Linked DNA regions of Mus musculus: region 2 is linked to region 1. Evidence: chromatin contacts called from public promoter capture Hi-C data. All regions are on one chromosome and are shown on one strand. The core of a region is the stretch at or near the end of the contact, and the rest is flanking DNA. Distances in the headings are between cores, read along the strand shown. Region 1 holds the start of Pde1a (phosphodiesterase 1A, calmodulin-dependent). Region 2 holds the start of Dnajc10 (DnaJ heat shock protein family (Hsp40) member C10).

The links. Capture Hi-C pulls out chosen DNA fragments and counts their contacts.
Region 2: a contact with region 1 is called in a promoter capture Hi-C map of adipose tissue. The contact joins the promoter of Dnajc10 here to the promoter of Pde1a in region 1.

Annotation. Positions count from the first base shown.
Region 1 is chr2:80,127,389-80,132,396 of GRCm38.p6, forward strand. It overlaps Pde1a (phosphodiesterase 1A, calmodulin-dependent), which reads right to left and starts at 2,024. Exons shown (of 16, transcript NM_001159582.1): 1 at 1,693-2,024; 2 at 1,346-1,456. The coding sequence starts at 1,446. It also overlaps the pseudogene Gm13674.
Region 2 is chr2:80,312,546-80,317,553 of GRCm38.p6, forward strand. Dnajc10 (DnaJ heat shock protein family (Hsp40) member C10) reads left to right here and starts at 2,921. Exons shown (of 23, transcript NM_024181.2): 1 at 2,921-3,260; 2 at 4,704-5,008. The coding sequence starts at 4,851.

The DNA.
Region 1 (5,008 bases), core at 774-3,273:
TGAACCACTATTTGTTTCGACAGGATTATTTGTTTCTCTAGAGAATCTGCCTTCTAAATCTCCAATGGCTCTTTGAAACAGATATCTCTCGTTCGTTCAATGGCTATAAAAATGGCTTCCTTTTTAAAAGTTATTCTCTGCTGTTTGCATTATTGGGGTGCTTTCATGCGAGGCACCACAATACCATGGATTGCTTCATGTAATGGAAAATATGTATACACTGAGAGCACTCTATGTCCAGATGGAGAAGAGTAGAGAGGATTTGGACTTCTAAACAAAGTTTGATGTAGTTGTCCTTTATAAAAGCGATGACATAAGCTTGCCCATATACTACCTTTCATGAAACACTGTGTAAACATGCGACAGCATTAAAGATGGGAATCCATCTACGGGGCACTGTGGTCCTCCAGTTATCTTTGTAAAGCTAATGCCCCACTTAATTCTGAGATATGAAAATACACTTAGAAATTCCAATGACCTACAAATATTCATATTTCTATCCAAATGTTACATCGGCTTTTACAACTGGTGCTATGATTAAAACGGAGCATATAAACAGTGCTGTGGTGAAGCACTGGCCAGAACTCTCACACACACTGACGGTGGTGGGGGTGGGGGTGGGGTGGGGTGGGGGTGATGAGCAAGGTGCTAACACTAGAACCAAAGTGGATTCAGGTAATTACAAGTCGTGCTTCGAGTCACTGTACATCCTGTTCTGTATTGTTAAGAACCCGGTCAGTACACTGGAAGCAATTCGCACTTTACTAGTTAGTGAGGAATGGAAATTTAATTCCTCACTAATTTAAACCAAAGCTCTAATATGTTTGATATGCTTTTCATGTTGTTTTGCCACACAAATAATTTTCTTACTAAAATATTAGTTTATCCATCGTAGAATAAGCACAGAATAAATATGCAATTTATGATTCTACAAATCCCATCTTTGTTTTTTTTTCAAAGAAAGAAATCTCCATCTTATTTTTCTCTCTCCACTTACCTGAGAGAAATTATTTCAGTGAGGACCAAGCAAGCTGATTTCCTAGTCCCTCCTGTGCTTATCTAAAGCACACATCTAAACAACACACACAGCAGGGAGCAGAAGCCCTGGACTGTAAACAAAAAGTGATTTCACAGAGCCTTACCTTACTCCATACAAAACATGCAGGTCCAGAAACTGCTTTCAACAAGTTGCTAGCTGAAATGGGTATATTTTAGTTTTCAAGAGAAAATTTCTGCAAAGGAAACACTAAACCTCAAAGTCAAATAACACCCACAATTATTTGTGTTAACGGTCAGCTATTTATGGAGGGGAAAATATAACATAAGACCAGGAGAGCTTACTCACATTCCCTTCAGGCGCTGCCACATCTTCTCGGTCTGTTCTCCAATGAGATACTTGTAAGTGGCGTTTTCCAATTCTTCGATGTCCGTATCAGTAGACCCCATGATGATGTTCCTAGGACAACACAGGTGCAGTCAGTTTCAGCGGCTAGGACAAGCATTCCTCAGTCCGTTACAAATCTCAAGCGTTACACAGTAGCATCTCTTAGCCATCCAAACAGTTCAGGGACGCAAAGCCGAAGGAAGGCTCTGCCAGAACTGCCGTCTTTGACAGGCATATACTCTGCTCACATCACCAACGCCCCCACCACCACCAACCCAAGCAGACAGAGTATAAACAGATGCTCTGACCTCACGGGAGCAATCCACACATGTGAGCTGCTACTGTACTACTGACCGACTGCTCAGGCTATTTGCCAAGCAGCTCATCTGCAACTGTTCCGTGCACAGAAGCACATCAGAATTTCTACAGTTTACGAGCTCAATTATGCACGAAAGAAACGTGAATGACTTTCGCGCTCTACAAGAAGCTGAATTCCTCTCTAGCAGCTGAAGCAGGGCAGGATGTAATAAGAAACCAGATGGTAGGAAGCAGTACCAGCAGCACCACCCTGGGAAGAAAGTGCCTGTTTAAATACCAAGGCTTTTGTCTCTTAATTGATCTGGAAGCGGCACTTAAAAATACAGCACACTTCCTGAATAAATGCAGCCAATATTAATGACAAACACGGAGAAGAGTCACACATAGAGCCGTACAGGAGACAGACCCCAGAGCTCCACAGGTTGTTATTGAGAGAGTATGTCCATCAAGTGATGCTGGAATCGTGCTTATTCATCTTCTCCTAGCAACTCTACACAGTGGGTAACTGCCAATTTAACCAGGGAAAACACAGCAGCTGCGTTCAGCCCGCTCTGTGAATCCTTTGAGGATTAAAAAATAAATAAAATGAAATGGGTGTGAATGCATGTGTGTGAGTGTTGAAGGCAAAGGGTGTGTGTGTGTGTGTGTGTGTGTGTGTGTGTGTGTGTGTACGCTGAGAAGAGAGATTAGAGAAAATGATGCTGTGGTGTTTGTGCATGTTAGGAGAAAAATGAGAGAAAGTGGACATAAAAGGAATCAGAACTGATTGTCTGCCAAACTGCCACACATGGCGAGCTTTCTTTGAAACAGGCACAGATCCTGAGTGGACCTTCATAATATCTGTTGCTATCTGCAAGCTGCTTAGAAAAATATCCTCCAAAGTATTGTCTCTTCTTATTCAGAGACTCACACACAATTTTGCTCATTTGTCCTTCAGGGTTTGCCCATTGCCTGGATTCTTAAGGCTTCATGTATCCAAAGACATTTAGGTAATAGCAATCCAATATTTAGTGGCTATTTCAATGTTTACATGTTGTTATGAGGACTTAATTCATATAGCCTTTTAAAAAGTCTTACGGGAAATGTTATAAGACATTCCTATTTAACTGTTGAAAAAATACAAACAAATGTTCTAGATTTGCAATCCTAGTCTTTGAAGTGAGGGTTGTTGTCTTATTGGTAAGAAACTTCCAATTAAAAAAAAAAATACTTCTAAAACAAACCAAAACAAAGCAAAAAGTATTTCTGCCCAAAAGTCACTGGTGCCACCTTGTAGTCAAAGCTGCAATATAAATGTACAAAGGACATTTGCAAAAGTACAAAAATGCCTTCTAATTTATAAATGAGAGGACATTAACTCAAGCAAGCGTCAGGTTTAATTTTCTCAGAAAAGTTATTTCCTGAACTCAAACAAGCATAATGTCATCAGTGTCCAAACACTTCTCTCCACTCAGACTCACTTCTCTGAGCAGCTGTTCGAGTTGTCAAAACATATTGATAAGGATACTATTACCTAGGTGTTCATCTTTGCTCAGAAGGTCACAATTTTACCTCTACTGTATCCTCATTTATTATCTTAGACACCTTCACTTAGTAAACTTCTATATAATTTTTCTTAATGGATAATGAGCAAACCACCTGAATTCTGCTAAGATGGACCATAGCCCAAAATATGCATAAAATGTCATTATTGCTTATGACTTAAAATACCAAAGTCTTTGAATATACAGTAACACCTTTCCCACAAATAACTCTCTAAACATGTCATGAAATTCCAAGCCTTTCCATTGACCAGTTGGCCAATAATGTTACAAGATACCAAATGCAGACTCTGAGATCCAGATGAGAAGTCTCAGTCCACTAAGACATCCCATTTGCCCTACTTTCACTCTGTTAAGCCTACCCTATCTCATCGTTTAAGATGATAGGGCATAGTGGTTGAGTTATTTGATACAAAAACTGTTCAATTTTTTCATTAAATGTTTCATAAAATAAAAACATTAATGATAAACCAAATAGAACAGCTCATTGTTTGAATCCTTGGCCAAGACAATTTTCAATCTTGGTAGCAAAATGTTCTGTTAAAGTACAGAATAGAACGCATTTCCTTAGTTTATAACTAATCTTGGAGTACAATGACGATGTAAAATTACAACAAATCACATTGAAAATCTCAACAGCTGAGTGAGGGTGTTCAGCTTTCTCCAAAGAATATATCGAGGAACATTGATCTGTTTTGCTCATCAATTTAAGCTAAAATGTAAAGCTTCTGGAAAATGAGTAAGATCAGGATGGGTTCTTATAAATCAAGGTATACCACAGTAAAATATCCACTGTAAGTTCTGGGAAGAAAGGAGGAGAGCCAAGCAAACACACTGAAGACAGGACAAACTGGAGCTAGCATGCATCTCACCTCCTCGGCAATCCTCCTTCTTGCTTTAACTACATTTGGGGCAAGTTCTTTTGATTATGATTAGTTCTTTTAATGCCTATTTTGCCTGTGATTTATCAGGAATGGTGACAGAAGTTTATAGATCGACTTTAGTATTTGCGGATGCCAAAGTGACATTCAGTAAGTTCTATATCGAAAGTTCCTGGACTGAGTGGCCTCGGGGTGTGGGGGCGGGGATCGGGACCTTGGAGCTGCAAAGTTTGGCTGTGGCAGCCAATAGGTTTGGGAGGCTCCTGGGCCACTGGTGGTGTTCCTCCTGGTCCTGTTAATGTCAGGGCCAAGCCCAGGTAGAATGGCGCCCTAAAGCCTGGCCTTGCTGGGCTAATGGTGGGAGGGGGCTGGGGCGGGGATCAGCCATGTTGGAAGTGACACGGAGTCTGCTTGCAACAGCGCTGGGGCCCCAGTCTTAGAAGAGGCTCCGACTTTGACTATTGGGGCCAGCTGGTGAAGGCGATGGACAAGGAGGCCCAGGCAAAGCACCATAGGCAAAATTGCCACATGTTTAGAATTGCGAAGTGCAGCATTACAACCCACACAGTCCCAAGAAGAGTTTAAACTGGAGGACCTGAAGAAGCTAGAACCAATCCTGAAGAATATTCTTACATATAATAAGGAATTCCCATTTGATGTTCAACCTCTCCCATTAAGACGGATTTTAGCACCTGGTGAAGAAGAGAATTTGCAATTTGAAGAAGATGAAGAAAGAGACTCTGGAGCAGGACCTCCTGATGCTCTCTCTCTGCTAGAGTTTCCGGTACTTTATTGCCACGGTTGCCATCAGAACCAGGGATGACATTACTCACTATCAGGACTGAGAAAATTGGTCTGAAAGATGCCGGGCAGTGCATCGATCC
Region 2 (5,008 bases), core at 1,671-4,170, 190 kb after region 1:
CCTCTTGTGAAGAAAGTGTCATTGTGAAATTGTAGCCTAACCCAGGTTAGACCTGAATGGATTGAGTAGAACATCTGTCAAGGGAGTCAATCAGAATGTAGTAGGGATTCCAAGCTGGTTATAAGAAGGGAGGGCCAAAAAGAGTAGTGGGAAATGTGTAACATGGAGAAGCAAATGAGTAGAGATCTCAAGAACAAGGGAAAACATGCTTTCACCATCAGCAAAAAAAGGCTACAGATTTGCAAAGGGAAAAATTATATAGAATGAATACATTCTGTATCACATAGAAATGCATTGAGCATTGGAAGTATTGGTGTAACATGATAATTTTATGCACACAAACATGAATATTTGTGTATATGAACATATGGCCTCTAATAGTTTTGTAAACATAACCATGAATATATGTGTGTGAACATATGGTCACTGCCTCTCCACTAAGAAGCAATGAGTGCTACAGTACTAAGGAGCAAGCCTTAGATCTTGTAATCAAATATCATCTTCAAAGTAATCAAGACTTCTTGGAGAAACAGCTCCTGTCAGTACCAAAGCAGGAAGAGCCCAGAATGACCCTAGAAAATCCTACTGTGTACAAAAGCATCTAAGCTTAGAGAATGGTAAGATTGGCAAGATGGCACAAAAAAAATTTTTTAAGAGTTTCAACTGGCCAGATATAAAACTACTTAAATTTCTAAGTAAAAGAGAGTAACAGGTTTGATCAATTTTATAAAACAGGAATCTATGAATCCACAAAAATACAATAAATAAATCGAAAGCTTAACAAGAAGAATTTATTTCTCCAAGTAGCTCCCTACAAAGGACATCTTATTAAAAGTAAAATGTAACTTACATGGAAAAAAATCACAAAAATCCTCCTATTCAAGTTATTTACCACTACCAACAATGGGAGAAACAAAAATTTGAGACCATCAGATAAGACAGTGAGAATACAATGCCATTTGTTACATGTCTGTCAAATGAACACAACTAAATCAAATCATGAAGAATCCTCAGTCACATAAAAATAGGATCTATCTATAGTATCTATAACACAACTGGCCTGAATTCTATACAAGTTTAAGACCTTGAAATCTGGGAAAACTGGATAAACATTTCTCATTAAGGAAGTCTAAAACACGATTGTGCTAAACAGAAAAAAAGAAAAATAGCTCCTTACTAGATCCTCATACTGGGAAGTCTTACTGATAATTGGAAAAACCGGAATCTGACATTTGTGGACTAGACACTGATAATGTGTTCACAGAAACTTCCCATATTCGAAGGTTGTACTTTTAAAAGAAAGCATCCCATCTGTGAAAAAAACACACACTAGTTTTGGGGGGTGGGGGGGGTCATGGGAGAAGTCAACTTACTCCCAAACTTTTGAGAAAAACAATTTTTTTGTACTACAACATTTAATTCCTTGTAACTTTAAGATCATTTCAAATTAAGCAAAGTCATCCTTACATAAAACATTTCATCACTTAAAACTCTTCTTCAGCTTCCCATTGAAAAGGGGGAGGACTTTTAAGTTTATTTTTAAAGATTTGTTTATTTTTATGCACATTGGTGTTCTGCCTACATGTCTGTGCAAGAGTGCCAGAGCCTCTGGAACTGCTGTTACAGATAGTTGTGGGCTGCCATGTGGGTGTTGGGAATTGAACTCTGTCTTCTGGAAGAGCAGCCAGTAATCTTAACCACTGAGCCATAAAACCTCTTAAAATGAGCTGAAAGCTGTTGGATGGTCGTTTCTACCTTTTGGTCTTACTGTGATCTGTGTTTCATATTTTTTCCTTCCTAATTACAGATATATTTGAATAACTAACAGGCTAATGTGTCCCTCTATCATCCAATTTATTAGGAGCAGAAAGTCTTTGCTCTTGTTACCCACCAGTACATATCCCAGAGAAGAGAAAATGTTTTACACACTGCTTTAAATTACTTGTGGCATGCTGCCTGTGTGTCTGTGTTTTCTCTGCTTTTCCTTTCCTAAGCATCTCCTTTGAATCCTCCCTTCAGGAGTTGCAAACTATGTAAGATGCAACTCCAGTCCTTTACAATAAAGCTTTAAGAAGCTTCCTTACCATCTAAAAATATAAGTTGAAATGTATTCACTATGGTAACAAAAACCTATTAGTTTCCACTTGATTCTTCAGTTCTCTGTTTTGCTTTTAGATTTTTTTCTAAGGAGTTTTGGATCACCGTGGCATAATGAACTAGGTTGTTTAAGTGTTAATCTTATTTTCCTCAATTTTTAGTTACCCATTTATTTTCCATTTTGACATGTGTATGATAATCAGCTGTATCTCCCGAGAATATTTTAGGGCTGAGTTAACGCGTGTGTACTTCGGCCAGTTCCTGGTACAGGTTAACAGCTGCTACTTCAGGCTCTTTCTGATATTTCTGCCTTTGTTCGTTATACTTCCGCTTCTTTCCTACAATATGTTGGTTTAGCAACAGGTCCTACAGCCATAAAATTATTAACTGACATCTGGTTAACTACCCAAAGACTCACTATCAATTTCTACTTATTTCAAATCACTACCACCAGCTTCCATCACTTCCTCTTTCAGGGACTTTAATGTGTCTACTTCAACGGTCAAAGTGTCATGACTCAAACACTGCAGTTTCTGTAACAAATCCAGTAAAGGAGAGGATCAGAAGGCAGATTCACAAATCCAGAAATCCTGTAGAACGCTTCATATTTGTTGATACATAAAAGTTGTAAACAATTTTATTTCTAGAAAACTTTAATTATTCTGTCCGGTCCCTGGCAACGGGGTCAATTCAGACAAGTTCTCCACTTTCTGCCAAATCTGCCCTTTCAAGGATACCCACCCTTTAACCAAACCTCCAGAGAGCCGGATCTCTCCACCCGGGTTTTCCCGTCGCCCTGGCAACGGGACCGGAAAAGGCGGGCTTCACACCCTTCCTTCCGCCAGCGGTTGACTACGGCCGCAAGATGCCTGTGGGCCGCGCTGCGGGATGCTTCCCTATCTCTGGCTAGGAGCGGGACCCGCAGCCACCGCCGCAGCCACACAGAAGGCCACGTCAGCCTCGGCGGTCCCACCCGTCCCTCCCTGCTGGCCACCCGTCGGCCTTCGCCCACGCCTTTCCCACAATGCCCCGCGCCAGGCCCCGCCCCGCCGGCGCGACGGGAGCGGCAGAATTGCTGCTGCGCGCGTTCGCAGGCAGCGTCCGGTCCTGCCGGGTCCGGAGCTCGGCGACCTGAGGATGGGGCAGTAGCTGAGGACGCCGAGGTGGGCGCGGGCCGGGCTCCACGCACTGCGGGGGCATCAGGGAGGGAGGACGCCAGACCCATCCCACCGCCTCGGTGCCCCCATTGCGCCGGGTTTTCACGGCCCCCTCCACCCCACCTCTGCGAGCCCCCTTCTGCTCGCACTTTCTAACTCGGGGTCTCTCTCCCTGGTCCGACCTGGGACCTCAAGGCGCACCCTTGCCAGCCCCGTACCCTCTGTCTTTCGCCTCTCCCCGATCCCGCTCTGGAGCGGTGGCAGCATCCCTCATTAACACTGCGTTTACCTGCAGCCTCACTGGCCCCAGGCTGTTCAGTTATTCCCAGGCTTTGCCTGAACCCACCCTAAGCCGAGGGACACCTTATCCCAAAGTCGCCTTTGTTGAGATTTGTTCTTCATTTGTTTTCCTTCCTGATGGTTGTCAGTCTGGGTATTTCTGTTTTACTGTCAGTATATTTTACAAAGGGCTATTAGGGGAGGCGGGTGAAAAAAGGGAGTTAGACGTGAGGTGAGGCCTGTTCCCAGGTAAGGAGAAATACTTAGAAACATATCCGGACTTAAGGGAAGAGAGCTGAAACTGAGGAGGTTAGGGAAGTTAGATCTTTTTTTTTTCCCCCAAAGCATTTGAAGATATTAAAGAGGACTAGTTTAGCTGTAAGGTTAAATGTTAGGGTTTTACCCTCAAGCAATGCCTGGTGCTCTTTGTTTTCCTAGTTTTTACTCCAGACAGGAGCTTTACAGTGAAATTGCATTGATTTGCAATTATTATAAAATATCTTCTCTTGGTGCTAACACTTTAGAGAACTTGTGTGGCCTGCTTTTTTAAGTTATCTATTTTTATACTGATGTTCTTAAACGGTTATGTAAAAAAGTACAACCCTCTTGGAAAAGCTTCATGCTTCCTTGTTTTTCCCTCGAAGGCATTCTCTACAAATGAGATTAGATTTAAAAAAGGAACTTGATAAGCTTTCCAGGCGTGGAAGGAGCTGAAAGGGAGGAGGTATTAGAAAGGGCAGCGTGCTGGGAGAGAAAAGAAATACTGCTGAGTCTTATCCTGGTAGCATCATATTGACCAGAGCCTTTGTGTCTCTGTCCCTGTCTCTCTCAGTATCTCTGTCTCTGTCCCTCCCTCCCTCCCCCATCTCTCTCTCTCTCTCTCTCTCTCTCTCTCTCTCTCTCTTTCTCTCGCATATGTGTGCCTGTGTTTTTCTTGAAAGCTAGCTAGCTACTACTACTCATTACCTTTTTCCTGCTATCAGTGATTTTACAAACATGCCTACCTGAATACAGGGGCAAGGGAGGGTCCTGGAGAATAGGGGTTCAAAGCTATTCACAGGGATGTGACCTTCAGTGTGGAAACTGTATTACTGGCTGTGTCGCTTGACAAATCATGCTATAAATGTTAAGTCTGAAAAGTATTTTAACTGCCTGGTTTGCTCTCTTTAGGTTAACATTTCTGAGCTGTGTTCCCGAGATGCTTGATTGACCCTTGAAGTTATGTGGACAGAGATTCTCACGTGTGTCTATTTTAACCACCGGACCCAGCATTGTATCTTAATGTTCACATAAGTCAGAACTTTCATAAGAAAGAGAATGGGAGTCTGGTTAAACAAAGATGACTTTATCAGAGACTTGAAGAGGATCAGTCTCTGTCTTCTGATACTGTACGTGGTCGTTGTGGTGGGCACAGATCAGAATTTTTACAGTTTACTTGGAGTGTCGAAAACTGCAAGCAGTAGAGAAATAAGACA